Linked DNA regions of Sus scrofa: region 2 is linked to region 1. The links are chromatin contacts, called in public promoter capture Hi-C maps. All regions are on one chromosome and are shown on one strand. The core of a region is the stretch at or near the end of the contact, and the rest is flanking DNA. Distances in the headings are between cores, read along the strand shown.

Region 1 (7,920 bases), core at 3,672-6,171:
ATTCTAAATATAAAGAGAGCAGAAAGAGGGGGAGTTTCCTTCATGGCTCAGCAATTAACGAACCCAACTAGGATCCATGAGGATGGGGGTTTGATCCCTGGCCTCACTCAGTAGTTTAAGGATCCAGCATTGCCGTGAGCTATGGTGTAGGTCACAGATGAAGCTCTGATCCCGTGTTATTGCGGCTATGGCGTAAGCCAGCAGCTAAAGCTCTGATTCGACCCCTAGCCTAGGAACTTCCATATGCCTCGGATGCAGCCCTAAAAAAGCTAAATAAGTAAATAAATAAAGAGAGCAGAAAAGGAAACAAAAACAGTAACTTAGTGATACAAGTAGGGATTAAAACTTTATCACAAAACAAATTACATCTAGTCCCTCATTTCACAGCATTATACGAAAAGATCATAATACAAAAAAGAGTACTGAGAACGAAGTTCTGTGAAACTTCAAATCCAGGAAACATACATGACTTATGAACACTCAATTTAAGAACGTACAAGTATATATGAGCAGCAGCCATCACTCAAGCACCAGGGCCAGTCCAACACCTTCCATAAAACCACAAGCCCTGAGGTACTGGGTCTCCTTTCCCATCCACACCCCGAGCCCTGCTGTGATACTGCCATTGCCTGATGCTCAAACCATTCCTACTTTCTTTACCCAGTTCACACCTCTCTCATCCCCAGCTACCTCTAACCTTCTTTCAAATCTTCAGGCACATATAATCAGCAAATTTTATTCTATGAAGGGCCAAGAGTAAATATTTTAGGTTTTTGTAGCCCACAAGGCAAAATCAAGGATCTCATGTAGGTACTTAAGTAGCAAGAGAGAAAATACATTTTCACATTTAGCTTGTATTTAATTGGACAAATTTAAAATATAACAATAATTGAGTACAATGCCTTATGGTATTGAAAAGAAGGGAATTCTACTGGGGGTTTCATTGGTCTTCAAAGTTAACGTTCCAGCAAATCATTTACATGGAGTTCCCTGGTGGCTCAGTGGGTTAAGGACCCCAGTGCTGTCACTGCTGTGGCTTGGGTCACTGCTGTGGCACGGGTTCAATCCCTGGCCTGGGAACTTCCACAAGCCAGAGGTGGACCCCGCTCAAAAAGAAAAAAAAAAATCAATTGCAAGCGCTCACGTGTAAAAACCATTCTTAGCTCGTAAGCCATACAAAAACGAGAGGCTGGGTTTGACCAATGGGCCATACTTTGACAACCTGGGTTAAGACTCAGAGGGACAGGAGGTGACTCTGGGCTACTGGTATAACTCCATTATACCTAAGTATTCTTTAGTTCACCACTTTGGAAGCCTAACCAAAATTCGAAGATGACTTTCACGGGAAAATAAAATAGGAGTTTCAAACAAACCAACTTTATATGGTAAGGCAGTAACTTAACCAGGAAACAGGTTCTTCAATGTAAATATTTTCCCCTGGTTGAATTAAAGAATTATGTATAAATTGCAGGCAGGTTTTTAAAATGATATCAGGTCTTAACTAAAAAGTAATATGGCTGAACAAAAGAAATAGAGCTTATATCTGCCTAAACTTTCTTTCCAAAAGATCTGAGGAGCCAAAACACAATGTTTATGCAAATGGGAGTGAAGGAGATAATGATTATACTTCACTTGCTCTAAAACTTTCCCACACAAGGAGGAAATGTAAGACTTAAAAAATAAACAGCAAGACAGGAGAGTTCCCATCGAGGCTCAGTGGTTAACAAATCCGACTAAGAACCAAGGGGTTGCAGGTTCGATTCCTGGCCTTGCTCAGTGGGTTAGGGATCCGGCATTTCCGTGAGCTGTGGTGTAGGTCACACACGTGGCTCGGATCCCTCATTGCTATGGCTCTGGTATAGGCCGGTGGCTACAGCTCCGATTAGACCCCTAGCCTGGGAATCTCCATATGCCGCGGAAGCGGCCCTAGAAAAGGCAAAAAGACAATAAATAAATAAATAAATAAACAAACAAACAAACAGCAAGACAGAAGAAAGCATTTCCCATCTTCTCCATCAAAGGTGAGCAACACCTCCATTTCCCCTCACTTTTATATGCCCTGCAAACTCAGACTAGTTTCTTATTTTTAAAACGTTGGAGGAAAAAAGTTTTTAAATGGCCTTTTGCAATGCATGGAAATTATATGAAATTCAAACTTCAGTGAACATAAAACAGTTTTCTTGGAACATAGCTACACTCATTTATTTCCAAATTATCTATGGCTATTTTTTGTCCTGAAACAATAGGGTGAGTAGTTATGAGAGAGACCATCAGCCCTTAACAAAAAAAGGTTTGCCAACACATGTCCTAGATTCTCAACACTTTCATAAATAAGAGAGGTTAAGACTGCCAAACTAAAAATGACTTTATTTCAGCTATTATATATTCAATACAACATAGTGAATGTTTAAACATTAAACCAACTATGTATAGCCTATGTATAATTATTCTGACCTATAATTATTACTGTCATCAACTCTGAAAATATACCTATTAGCATAGTGATTCAACGGGAATATACATGATACTCTTGAAAATAGTGATCTAAATGAAATAGTAATCAAGTAAGTTTAGATATCTGTATAACATACACGGCTTTCTTTGCTATAGACTATCATGTATAAAACATACATAAACTTTTAAAAAATACTTCATATGTTTTTTCTCTAATTTCAGTTTAGCATTAGACCAAAATATTTCTTTTTTTTTTTTTTTCTTTTCAGGGCAGCATATGGAAGTTCCCAGGCTAGGGGCTACAGCTGCAGGCCTACACCATAGCCCCAGCAACACCATATCCTTAACTCACTGAGTGAGACCAGGAATCGAACCCAAGTCCTCATGGATACTAGTCAGGATTGTTACCACTGAACCACGACAGGGACGCCCCACAATATTTCTTCTTCACTCCAGTCATAAATTCTCCAGTATGAAATTGCAATTATTAGCAACTTCAATTTTTTTTCAGAGTAATATCAAAAGTCCATACACGTAATCACTGTCAGTTTTGCTGAGTATTCAAATCATGGCCAGAGGTAGTGACTATAAACCTAGCCCACAACTCAGATGCACTGCTGAGTGGGCACAGTGGCACATTTGCAGTTTTCTCTGTCTCATAAAGTTCCCACTAGCCCCCACGCAATATTTATTTCAGTGTGGGAAATGCCCCCCAAAAGAAATTTACAGTCTGGAGCTGCATCTTTTTCTCAGTTACATTTTACTATTTAAACAGAGGACATTATTCATAATACTTGAGAACTCGGAAATTCAGGAAAGCCCAGATAAATCCTTTGTGAATAACAGGAAGCTCTAGAAACTTCAATTTTGTGTTACACATTTCTCGGGGCATATAAGACTTATAACCAGGGCACAACAAATGTGCAATAGGCCTAAATCTGTATATACTGTTGCAACAGTTCCAGATAATGACTTGACTTTTGTGATTTTGAGGTTGCCTTCCTCATTAATCTTGCAGTTCCCATTTTACGTCAGTTATCAAAACAATTCTGTTTTTTGTTTTTTTCACTTCCTTTACAAAAAGACGCTTAAGGTTGGGTTTATTTGAAATGGGAGAACAGGTAAGAGAAGCACATACAGCTAATGCAACTACAAACAATGCTCTCTGGGCAGAGCTAGAGTAATAAACGTGGCCTCTCCAACCAGGAAAATAATTTGGCACCCATGCGAAAAACTATTCCTCAAATATTTGTTCAACATTTATTCAAAGGTGAAGCCAAGACCTCGATGGGAGAAGGTTGGAGAAAGAATCCGGGTGCTGCTCAACCTTTCCTAGCCACTGCTCTAATTCAGCCCTGCTCTTAACTCACTTACCCCGCTCAGCAAAACAAAAGTGCTGCGGAGTTAATCAGACTCATCCTCATGAAATGGCAATTAGTCATCAAATATTATTACTCTAATGTGCTACCCCTGGGGAAGGGAAGAGTTGTGGATCTCACCCTCCCCCATCCCCCGCCAAAATACCAAAGTGTTTCTTCTAACCATATACAACATTCTCCTTGGAAATAACTCTGTTAACGACTGCCTTTTCCATCTCGTTACGGTTTCAGTTTGTTTTAATGTCCCAGTTCAGTGACTGTTACGTGGACCAGCCGCCGCTTAGACACTACACCCAGAGCATGCCCTTAAACCTCTGAGCATCCTAGGTCAGGAGACGCAGCAGAGACCGCCACCGCGGTGACCCCGGGCCGGACGGAGAACGGTCCTGCCTCCTTTGGGTGAGGCGGATGCAGCCCGGAACCTGCGCCCCGACCCTTCGCCGGGTCCGCCGCTGCCTGGGCCTGTCTGAATTCGGGTCCCACCCACTACCCGCTCGTCGAGGCAGGCGGCGTCTTGGGCCGCGGAACTGCCCAGCGCGGAGTCCGCCGCGGGGAAAGCAGCTGCAGTGGGAGGCTGGCTGCCCCGCGCTGCCCAGACAGGCGGCGGCGGGCGCTCCAGCCCGGGAGCGGCTCAACACAACTCCAGATGCCCGTCGCCCGCGCCTGGCCCCGGGGCCCGGAGCCCTGCGGGCGCGAGGGATGCTGCACCGCCGACAGGTGCGGACCAGCGCTGACGCTCATTCGCCACCGCCCCCCGGGGGCTTCCCCTGTCCCGGCGACCGCCAATCTCACCTCTTGGGGCAGCCATGGTTCCCCGACAGCCCCGCGCGGAACTGACGCGCGCCCCCTCTGCGAGCGCTGCCCCGGACACCGGGGACCGCCCCCTGAGGTCATAGAGACGAAAGCCGCTCGGCCTAGAGCGCCTCGCCGGCCAGTGGCCGCCGGCTTGCCGCCCAGCCAAACACCAAGATTAGGCTCAGGAATCCAACTGCTACCGAAAAGGGAACGACCCGGATGGAGGAGAGGACTGTACCGCCAAGTATATGTGGACAACAGCGTAACACTCGGTTCCAAGGCCGTCCTTTTGTAAACTACAGCTCCCGGCCGGTTAAGGAAACGGAGTTAAGGGAGCGGAGCTTTGCCTTCTGGGAGTTGTAGTCCTCAGCAACGTGACTTGGCGGCAAATAGGATTTGGGCTTAGGCAATGATTCACGGATGTCAAAGCTGTTGTAGGACCACCCAGAACTTGTAAAGAAACAGAAACTACGTTCAGCAACCTTGGCAACTTTTGTAACTTTCACCTCGCTCATTAACTGCCATTGTTACCTCTTATTTAAACTTAATATAGTTATTATTGTTCAGAGTCTTGTGCCTGTGTCCTTATCATTAGCATTGCCATTGGTTATATTTACCCAGCCAGACATTAACTGCACGATCTTCACACGACAAATGGGCTTCATAAATAGTATATGTGTCCATAGGTATTTACTTCAACCGCTATAATCTTTACTTTCACTAAAGCATATTAATTAGCATAAGCGATGTTGGAAATAATTCATTGGCAAAATGAATGGCTTTCGAGATATGTAGTTTGGTTAAAAATACCTCATTTCTTACAGGAACATGATCTGGGGGAGAATAGTAGCTCACATACTCTCTCTCTCACACACACACACACACACACACAAATTGATCAAAATTGGTGTGCTGGGTAAAATGCTTTTTGGGGGACTGGTTTTGTGGCATTCCTGGTTCACGTAACCTATCGTGCTGCTCTTCCCTACTTTTCTTGTAAATTTTCATTGCCCACAAAGATTTTGTATTCCATTGGCATGAGCCTTGCTTGACTAGATTTTGATGTCTTTTGCCCTAACCTGATAAGCCCAATTCCACCAGGGACAAAGCTATCGTCAGAGTCAGGATTATCGACCCGTTCCAGTGAGGGAAGCTGTACACCACAGTCAGTGAGACATGTCTCAGACAACAAAGGAAAAGACAGGGTTATAGAATCTGGGGGAAGGATGGACTCAGGTGAAATTTTAAAAGTGTTTTGATATATTTAAAGCAGAGCTGTGTGTTAAAAAAAAAAAAATCAATATTAGATCTGGGCTGCAAAAGAGGCTCAGGATCCTGTTCCTCGGAAACTGCAAAGTTACATTTCAAGAGCCCCTTAAATGAAGGCTGTGCACCTAGATTGGAAACTGAGGCTGCTTCTTTGCGTCAAAGCCACTAAAATCTTTACAGAAGAGTGGACTGTTTCATTCTTCCTGATACAATTTCAACAGCAAGTTTCCTAACACTTTATGATTTTCGAGGACAAAATTCTTTTAGTGAATTTAGAAAGTAGATACTCAAAAACCAGGGGTTGTTATTATACTTTGCAACTGCAGCATATCCTTGAAATTTTATTTCCTGTTAACTTTGCAGACGGCATTTCTGTTATCCCAGCCCAAGCAGTGGCCAAATGGATATTATATTCTTTTTCTTTTTCTTTTTTTTCTTTTTTTTGCCATTTCTTGGGCTGCTCCCGCGGCATATGGAGGGTCCCAGGCTAGGGGTCCAATCAGAGCTGTAGCCGCCAGCCTCCGCCAGAGCCACAGCAGCTCGGGATCTGAGCTGCATCTGCAACTTACACCACAGCTCATGGCAACGCCGGATCCTTAACCCACTGAGCAAGGCCAGGGATTGAACCCACAACCTCATGGTTCCTAGTCAGTTTCGTTAACTACTGAGCCACGACGGGAACTCCATGGATATTATATTCTTAAGCCAACCTCACTTTTACTTTCCTTGTTTTCAATTATCCTAAGTATTGGAGGGGAAAAAATATCGGTTTAATGTATATTTTTTATGTATACCTAGATTTCTAAAAACTTGGTTAAAGCAAGGCACAGCCATCTTCCATCTTCAACATCTGAGTCATAAGTTCATTTGCCTGATGACAAAATAACTTTTCAGCAGCTGTTGCCTTCTCCATCTGAGAACTGATTGTCTCTATGATATTCCTGATTGTCACTATCAAACTGCAGTATTTGTCTTGATACCTTGCTCACTTTTATCTCTGCTCAGGCATCACAGCTACCCTAGTCTCAATGAATGGCATGAAGGAACCCCAGTATTATATCCATTGGTAACAAAGTAAACATGTAAATTTAGACTGTGAAGGAATCACATGCCCAAAGGCTTAAGAAAGTTGTTGGTAGCTGTATAATAGATTATTAAAAGAGGTAAAATTTAAAGTACGATAAACCATTAACCATGAAGGACCGTGTAAACAAATCATACACCTAGACATGACTGTTTCCATGACAGTTTAAGCATATTACTCTCATTCTGCTATGAAGAAAACATCCAAAACCAATTTGCTAGGTTATCGTTATTTTAAAACAACTCTTTCCTATGGTATAATATTACTAAAGACAAGCCAGAAAAATTGCTGCATTTTAGAATTGTGGGAAAAAATGTTAAATACAAAGAGACGATGTAAAATTCAGTGTATGGGCTAGAAAAGTTAAACATTAGTTATAATCATTGGTATCTAAACATTTCTATTCGGGCTTAATTCCCCCTTGCCTCTGCTTCCTTTTTTAGCTACCATAACCTCGCTTCTCTTTTCCTGCCAGTCACTGATTAAGTAGTCCGTACTTATTTCTACAATTTTCTGCTTCACTGGCTGCAATCTTATTTCAACTCAAGCCAACTCTGTTAAATCAGCTCAACACTTGCCAACTCCATTCCTCATCCTCTTTTGTTTGTTCATTAGACATTTACTGAAAGTCCTAATGTGCCAAGCATTATTCTAGGCACTGAGAACTAGAAAACAGAAATCAGGGGAAATGAGGATAGGCAGGCCCCAGAAATGAAACACTAGGGATTCTCTCCCCTCTTGGCTCACACCAACCAGGCACTAACCAGACAAATGCTTTACATGTGTTAACTCATTCAATCCTCTCGACTAAGCAATGAGTGGGGAACTGATATTATGATTAATTTTTGTGATGAAGAAAAAACTGCAGCAGAGAGAGATGAACACAATTAGTAAGTGGTAGACCTAGACTTGACTTCCATGATCACAGAGATTCCTTCA
Region 2 (7,920 bases), core at 2,979-5,478, 1.5 Mb before region 1:
TCCGGCGTTGCTGTGAGCTGTGGTGTGGGTCACAGACGTGGTTCAGATCTCACCTCGCTGTGGCTGTGGCGTAGGCCAGTGGCTACAGCTCTGATTAGACCCCTAGCCTGGGAACCTCCATATGCCGTGGGTACAGCCCTAAAAAGATATTAAAAAAAAAAAAAGAAAAATAATACATTCCTGGAGGAGGTTGTAACTGCAATTAGGTTAGGTGTTAAGTCTTGGTTTGCTGACGTGGGGCTTAATACAAATAACTCCATTTTGGACCTGTCATTTCTTAACAGCACAAGTCATAACAGCACTGCTATTTGCTAAACAAGTAATCCAGTTAGGTGATGGCAGATATTTTTAGTATGGAAAAGTATTTTAAACAACGGAATCTCAGCCCTGTTCGCATACCTATGCTTTATAAACAAAGGCTAAGGTAAATACACTAAAATGTTAACCCTGGCCATTTCTGTGCAGGAGAACTACAGGAGATTTGTGTTTTGTTCATGTTCCAGATATTGAATAACAATCATGTATGACTTTTATGATCAAGGAAAAACCATTTTAAAAAGTAAGAAAAGATTTGGGAGTTCCCATTGTGCCTCAGCAGGTTAAGAACCTGAATATTGTCTCAAACTGTGGGGTAGGTTGAAGTTGCAGCTGGGACCTGGCATTGTTGTGGCTGTGGTGAAGGCCGGCAGCTGCAGCTCCAATCCGACCCCTAGCCTGGGAACTTCCATATGCTGCAGGTGTGGCCATAAAACAACAACAACAACAAATTTAGGAGTTCCTGTTGTGGCTTAGCAGGTTAAGGATTCGGTGTTGTTATTGCTGTGGCTCAGGCCATGGCTGTGGCTGGTATTGATGAGGATGTGGGTTCGATCCCTGCCCTCAATCAGTCGGTTAAGGAAATGACATTGCCACAAGCAGCAGCGTACGTCCCAGGTATGGCTTAGATCTGGCATGGCTGTAGTGTAGGCTGGCAGCTGCAGCTATGATTTAACTCCTCGTCTGGAAACTGCCATGTGCCCAGGCGTGGCCCCAAAAAGAAAAAAAAAAAAAGTTTTAAATGTTGAATAATAAATATTTTAAAATACATGGTCTTGAGACCGAGCAGAACTGTGTGGGGCCCTCCTGGGCACAGAAGCCTTTCTGCGTCTCCAGTTTCTTCGTGGGAAAGAAGCTTCAGCCTCCAAGACTTTCCCTGAGTTCAGAGGGCAGAATCAAATAGTTGACTCTTTATTCAAAATAGTTGAACTATTTAAATAGTTCACTAACTATTTAGGGGAAGTAAGGGAATAGTTCACTAACTAGAGGGAGTGAGGGAATTATTCACTACTAACTATTGAGGGGAAGTGAGGGAATGCAGAAACAAAGGGAAATCAGTCAAGAAAAAACAGGGCGGAATAAAGCAGAGTCCTAGCTCCTCCTCAAAGGATATTCATACAAATATACCTTTGAGTTCTTCTGCAGGAACTAAGACCCCAAGGGGAGGATGGTAACTTGAGCACAAGATTACTGGACCCTGCCCTGTCACCTCACCATTGAACAAACAGAAGAAAGTCACACACCCTGCAGCCCTAAAATTCTCCCCGCAAAACCACCAGGGAATTCAGGTTTTTTGAGCACGAGCCATCTGTTCTTGCTTGGCCCTTACAGTAAACTGTTCTCCACTCCATACCTCCTCCCCGACTCCAGCCCCAGGTGAGGCACACGAATTTGTGTGCAGTAACAGTAGTACCTGCCTCAAAAGCCTCTCCATCCTGAGACCTACCACACAAATGCCCACTTTTGCAGAGCTGTGGTACAGAGAGCATGTCAAGTGTTAGACAATTTGAAGATTCAACACAAAGAATAAGTGAATGAAGCAGCTTATTGGGGTTTGGTTTTGGATGCATATCTGGGCCAATCAAGTTATCAGTTTACTTTTCAGAAAACATTATCATGGAATGGTTTGAAAGATACTATCTAGTTTTATCTTCATCCTCCACTTCCCACACCCTTTCTAAATTTAAATTTCACTCTTTACAAAGGGTTGCTGATACAATCTGATACCAAGAATTCTATTCACTTTTTTTTTTTTTTTTTTGCTTTTTAGGGCCAAACCCGCGGCATATGGAGGTTCCCAGGCTAGGGGTCTAATTGGAGCTGTAGCTGCCGACCTACGCCATAGCCACAGCCACAGCAATGCAGGATCCCAGCTGTGTCTGCGACCTACACCACAGGTCACAGCACCGGATCCTTAACCCACTGAGCAAGGCCAGAGATTGAACCCACAATCTCATGGTTCCTAGTTGGTTTCGTTTCCGCTGCGCCACTAGGGGAACTCCTTGATTCACTTTAGATTCTTAATTTTAACAATAGAAAGTGTAGGGGTGGAAATAATCTTCCCTCTACCCTTATGAGTTCTCACCTGAGACCCCTTGTAATAGATGATCAAGAGAAAAACAAACAAGCTAAGTGCCTAGATTGACTGAAGTCACCACCTTAATTACTATCTTCAGCCAAAGACAAAAGAAAGTTGTAGGGTGTATGGAGGGAGGCCAGTTACGGAGGTTTGGGGAAAAGCACCTAAACAAGGGTAAAGATTGTTTGGCACACTTGTCAGTACTTTCCCCATTGAGATTCTTTTGCAATTTAGAATCAACCTTCTTTTCCAGGTACCTTGAGGGAGACATTTACAACAGTAAATTTCCCTTAGAAAAGAGTAACTTCTGGAGTTCCCTGGTGGCTCAGTGGGTTAAGGATTTGGTGTTATTGCTGTGGCTCAGGACATGGCTGTGGCTGGCCAGGAACTTCCAAGTTCCATACCCCTCCTCCCCCAAAGGGGTTAACTTTGACTCTATTTTCAGAGTCTCCAGAGCCTGCTCTTTCTCAGAAATAATCAGCTTAAAATAATCCTTATGCCAAAGAGGCATATTTTGGGGTAGCATATTCTGCAGCTTTTCAAAAAAAGTTTTCTATTTTTACATAGCAAAGCTTAACCAACCTGATTAACCCTCTTCAACCCCACCTGAAATTCTTTCCTTCCCTTTTATCCTCAGCACTATCCCAATTCTCCCTCTTTTTTTTTTTAGGGTCTGCATTCCTGGTATATGGAAATTCCCAGGCTAGGGGGTCCAGTCCGACTTGCAGCTGTGGGCTTAGGCCACAGCCAGCCGATATTCCGGGTCCTTAACCCATTGAGCAAGGCCAGGGATTGAACCCGCACCCTCACGGATACTAGTCGGGTTCTTAACCCGCTGAGCCACAACGAACTCCCCTCTCTTTTTCTACCTCTTTGCTCCTCTAAGCCTTCAGGACCCACAGTCCTGTCCTCTTTTTCTCCATTCCACTCTACAGTGAAGCCCGAAGTGTTTTTCCTCTGAAGTTAAACTTTTCTTATTTACATGGTTCCCCCAAATTCAATTCTTAAAAAAAAAAAAAAAAAAAAAAAAACCCAAATATTTAAGTGCCTTGCTTCTAAGCACATTTGTCTGGGGGAAAAAAATTGTTAAAAACCCTCCTCAATCCCTTATCACTGGATTTTCCCTTCCCTACTTTAACTGTTTCCACTCCAAACAGCTACTGATCTAAAACGCACTCGGCGGGGTGCAAGAGGACCTGGGAGCCGCGGGCGGCTCTGAACGGGGTCTCCAGGGCCCGGGCCCACACCTCCCGCCACCAGGAGGACCAGGACGCTTCCGGCCGTGCCTGAGCCCCGCGACTTCCTGGGGACCCTGGATGGGCCGGGCGGAAGGTCGACCTCCGGAGGGCCCGGGCGAGAGGAAGACCTGGGCGCCGCCCGCTCTCGCAGATCCCGGAGCCGGCTTCGCAGGGCCGGCGGAGTGACCAGCGGCCGCGCGACCGACTGCCACGAAGCGACTGCCACGTCAGGGTAACTTCACAAAACCCAGGCGAGGGCGGGTGACGCAGGACGGGCGGCCGCGGCGGGGGTGGGCCCGCGGCCAGGCGAGTAGGCTGACCTCCAGCCCGCGCCCGGCTTCAGCGACACCCGGGCCGGCGCTGGCGCCCGCCCGACCCTCAGGGAGGCGGGGGAGCAGCGGAGGAGGCGGAGCCCGCGCCCCGCCCGCGCCCTCCTACCCCGGCCGCAGTCCCCGCCAGGGCTGGGCGGCATCCGCGGAGGCTCCTCGGCCAGGCCGGGTCTGCTGGAGCCGCGCTGACACCCCGGCGGCGGCGGCGCGCAGAGGCAGCGGCGGGCGGCAGGCTGGGAGACCGGAGCCGGGCCAGCGACCTGCCATGGAGACTCGCTACAACCTGAAGAGCCCAGGTGAGCGGAGCTGCGGGCGGGTTGCGGCGCCGCACGGGGCGGGAGGGAGGAGTGACCGGGATCCCGGGCCCCGCGCCGCGGTCTCGTCCGGTCAGCCGCCGCTCGCGGCTCAGCTCCGGGTTTCGCGCTCTACGCGAGGCCGCCGCCTGCCGGGGTGGTGCAGGCCGCGGAGCCAGGCGATCGGGCGGGCATCGGCTGCGAAACCTGCGGACTGCCCGCCGCACCCCGACTGCCCTTCCCTCCATTTCGTTGCGTAGAGCTGGGTTATCCGTTCGGCGCTGAGAACAGGTGTAAAGGTGATGTCTGGGGTAATAGTTAACAGCCTCTTGCCCTACCTGCGCCCGGGACACCGCCTTTAGCCCTTCTTCGTCGCCGCCACCGGACTTTTATTAGCTGTTTGATTCACTCTCCTTTGAGGATTTAGTTTAAATGTTCTGTTTGCAGGATTTGGGGTGAATAGAATGAAGGAAGTGTTCTGGACCAAACCAGTTAACCAAAAAGCTAAGAAAACTAGTAGAGCTAACCATGATTTTTGCCATCCTGACGAGTATGATATATGTCCATATTCAGACATAAAAACTTCCTTTCCTGTATTTAATGCCCCTGTGTCACTCACGGAAGCAGCCAAACAATTCCAGCCTCCACTTCTTTACTAGTGTATTATAAAGATGCACGAAAAGTAACCAGCTCTCTCAGATTAAGACAGGCTTGGAACAAATCTTTGGATTCTATAAAATGGTATTTATTCTTTCCGTACCTTGATAAATGTGTTAGGAGGAGAAACTCTACACTTCAGTTGTAAGTGATAATCCTAGAACATTAGAGATGGTTTGACCAACTCTTGCTGCTCACTTTTTTCCCCTTCCAAAGAAGCAGCTTAGTAAGAATCAGCAAGATTAGCGTGCCCCTGGAAAGAGTATTTTGAGTCCTTGATTTTTTAAAAATATCTTAAAAACATGCAAAGCCTCCAGAAAAGCCGGAGAATACTGGCTGAATAGAGCTTTGTTAACCTGAGTGCTGTCAGACTAAGAAACGTTCTTAGGTAACCAAGTGTTGTAGAATAGGTCATAACATTTTTGGGGGCGGGGCATAGACACATTTAAAAATCTGGCGAAGGCTATTTATAGATTCACTTTCTGTGAATTCATGACCCCTGCCCCCAGCCCATCTCTTAAGAACACCAGAAAAAAGAGGCAGAGGTGGATCAAAGAGAAAGAGGGAAAGAAAAGTTTAATTTTAAGGTTAGGTGTTAGAATGATTCAACTGTTAGGATTGTGCTAGGTTTTTTTTTTGTCTTTTTGTTGTTGTTGCTATTTCTTGGGCCGCTCCCGCGGCATATGGAGGTTCCCAGGCTAGGGGTTGAATCGGAGCTGTAGCCACCGGCCTACGCCAGAGCCACAGCAACTCGGGATCCGAGCCGCGTCTGCAACCTACACCACAGCTCACGGCAATGCCGGATCGTTAACCCACTGAGCAAGGGCAGGGACCGAACCCGCAACCTCATGGTTCCTAGTCGGATTCGTTAACCACTGCGCCACGACGGGAACTCCATGTGCTAGGTTTTAATAAAAATATACGGTATAAAAAAGTAGGGTGGCTGCTTGGTCACATGTACCAAGTTCTATAAGACAGCTGAGTTAGTTAGGGGAATATCCAGAAAATAATGAAAATGTGAGTAATAGTGCAGTTTGGAATGGAGGATTGGTGAGTCCCAAGATTGTTGTCAGAGGACATTGCTCAGTTTTGATGTTGCCGTGCTTGAGATTGTGATAAGCATTTACAGTTCTTCAGAATGTTGTACATTTCCAGACTATATGACCTGTTGTCAGCTGGCTGAGCTTTGGTAGACATGCTTCTAGCTGTGTAATAAATTGCTTCCTGTTTTGGGTTTCATTTCCTCAAAGGTAGTGTTGCTTTTCTAAAAAAGAATTTTTTTTAACCTTTTTCTGTTACTGCGCAGATCATTTGGAGTTCATGGAGAAGGTGAATTAGATGAAATACGGGACTTATTGAAGGTGCTGAGAGGCAAAGTGAAAATGCTTCCTTCTTATGTTTTATTTGCAGTCTTACTGTGTTTTCAGGGTAATGCACGTGTGAAAGGATGTGGTTAAAAACACTGCACAATGTGAATGATATAATAACCATTTTCCTCTCTGATGTGGAGTTGTTTTTATGATTTTTCTGGAATGGTCCTTGCTTGTGGGCAGAGCTGTGTGTGGGGCCACTCCATAAGTGTTTGACTAGCCTATTGGTAGTTGCCTCTAGATAAAGCTCCCTGATCTCTTTTTGGGTCTATTCTGGCCAAGGTAGTAGGTACAAAGTGGGGAGGTGGATGTGTAAAGAACCTCCTCTGGCGGGATTCTTTCCAAGGAGCCTCTGGGCACATTCAGCAAGTGATTAGCGCGTAAGAGATTGGTGCACACAGATTCTACCATCATTAGAAAGCTAAGAGCTAACTCTCCATGCCCAAGGTGTGGACTGCCCTTAACACTAATCATTCTCAAGCTTTAATGTCCAATTCAGATCCTTTCCCCAGCTCCCAGGCTGTAGATAACATGGATCTTAAGGATGGTGATTTAACATGTTGACCCAAATTTCTTACAGACCAAAAAAAGAAAAACTCTACAAGGTATAAAAAACAAGCCCTAAACTAATCAGTTTTCTCTCCCCACTCAACTTGCACCTCACCGTAACCTTCCTTATCCTGAGGATTGACAGGAATGCCTGGGAGTCATCGATGATCTCTTGGTCTACTCCGTTCCTCCTCCCTCTACCCTGAAACACACACAAATGCATGCATTTTCGCACAGGTGCCAAGACACACAGTCACACACACATTTCACCAGTTGTTATCATTACCAGATCAATGAAAACAAAACAAAAACTGATTAAATCACTCCTCAAATTGAAAAAAATCTCAGTAGCTTCCTGATAGCTGTGGATAAAGTTCAAAGTAAACTGTTTAGCTTGGTGTGCAGGGCTTGCCTCCCTCACCAGCCTCATCCCCTACCACGCCTTTGCTCCTTTGCATTTTCACCATCTATGCATTTTGCCTTAGTGCCTCTCCAGATGAAGCAGCTCTTCTCACCTGCATGCCTTGGTCCCTGTTGGAGCTTCTGCTTGGAATGCCTTCCCTTTCATCCATTTGAAATTCCTATGGATTCTTCAAGCTACTTTAAGGTTCAACCTTGCCTGGCTTTCCTAAGCAGACTAAGGTGGTCTCTATACAAGTACATACTTGGTCTGTATTTGTGTTTTCCTGTCTTTCTCTCACTACAAGCTTTTTGAAGGCAAGAAGCAGGTCTCGGTCATTCTTCTATTTCCATGACTCAGATATTCTTTAAATGTTGAATGGATACCTTTGCAGGATCTACCTGGGCAGAAATATTAGTCCTTGAATATTTCCTTAAGTGCCTTCACTATGGGAGCAGGAAGAGGCAGTTGGAAAGCATGACATTGGATTCACATCCTCAATAAATCTGTCTCCTGAATTTTACCCATGCTTTGGAGATTGATGATATTGAGATACTTGCTTTCCAAGAGAAACAGAGGCATGAAAGACAGTGACCTGTAAGATCCCTTTAGCTGGAGCTTTATCTCCAAAGTCCAGTTAGCTCCCTGGGCATGTGCAGAATGCAAATGGGAGACCCACGGAACCTAGA

What was found. Promoter capture Hi-C pulls out the DNA fragments that hold promoters and counts their contacts.
Region 2: a promoter capture Hi-C map of fetal skeletal muscle shows a contact between it and region 1, with 5 times the contacts expected there. The contact joins the promoter of UBE2J1 here to the promoter of SLC35A1 in region 1. A contact is called at or near these places in 1 of 5 promoter capture datasets (fetal skeletal muscle) and 1 of 2 datasets of contacts at active chromatin or transcription factors (alveolar macrophages).

What each region holds. Positions count from the first base shown.
Region 1 is chr1:55,856,620-55,864,539 of Sscrofa11.1, reverse strand. It overlaps SLC35A1 (CMP-sialic acid transporter), which reads right to left and starts at 4,921. Exons shown (of 8, transcript XM_003353254.5): 1 at 4,626-4,921. The coding sequence starts at 4,641.
Region 2 is chr1:57,360,571-57,368,490 of Sscrofa11.1, reverse strand. It overlaps UBE2J1 (ubiquitin conjugating enzyme E2 J1), which reads left to right and starts at 4,228. Exons shown (of 8, transcript NM_001077219.1): 1 at 4,228-4,258. The coding sequence starts at 4,228.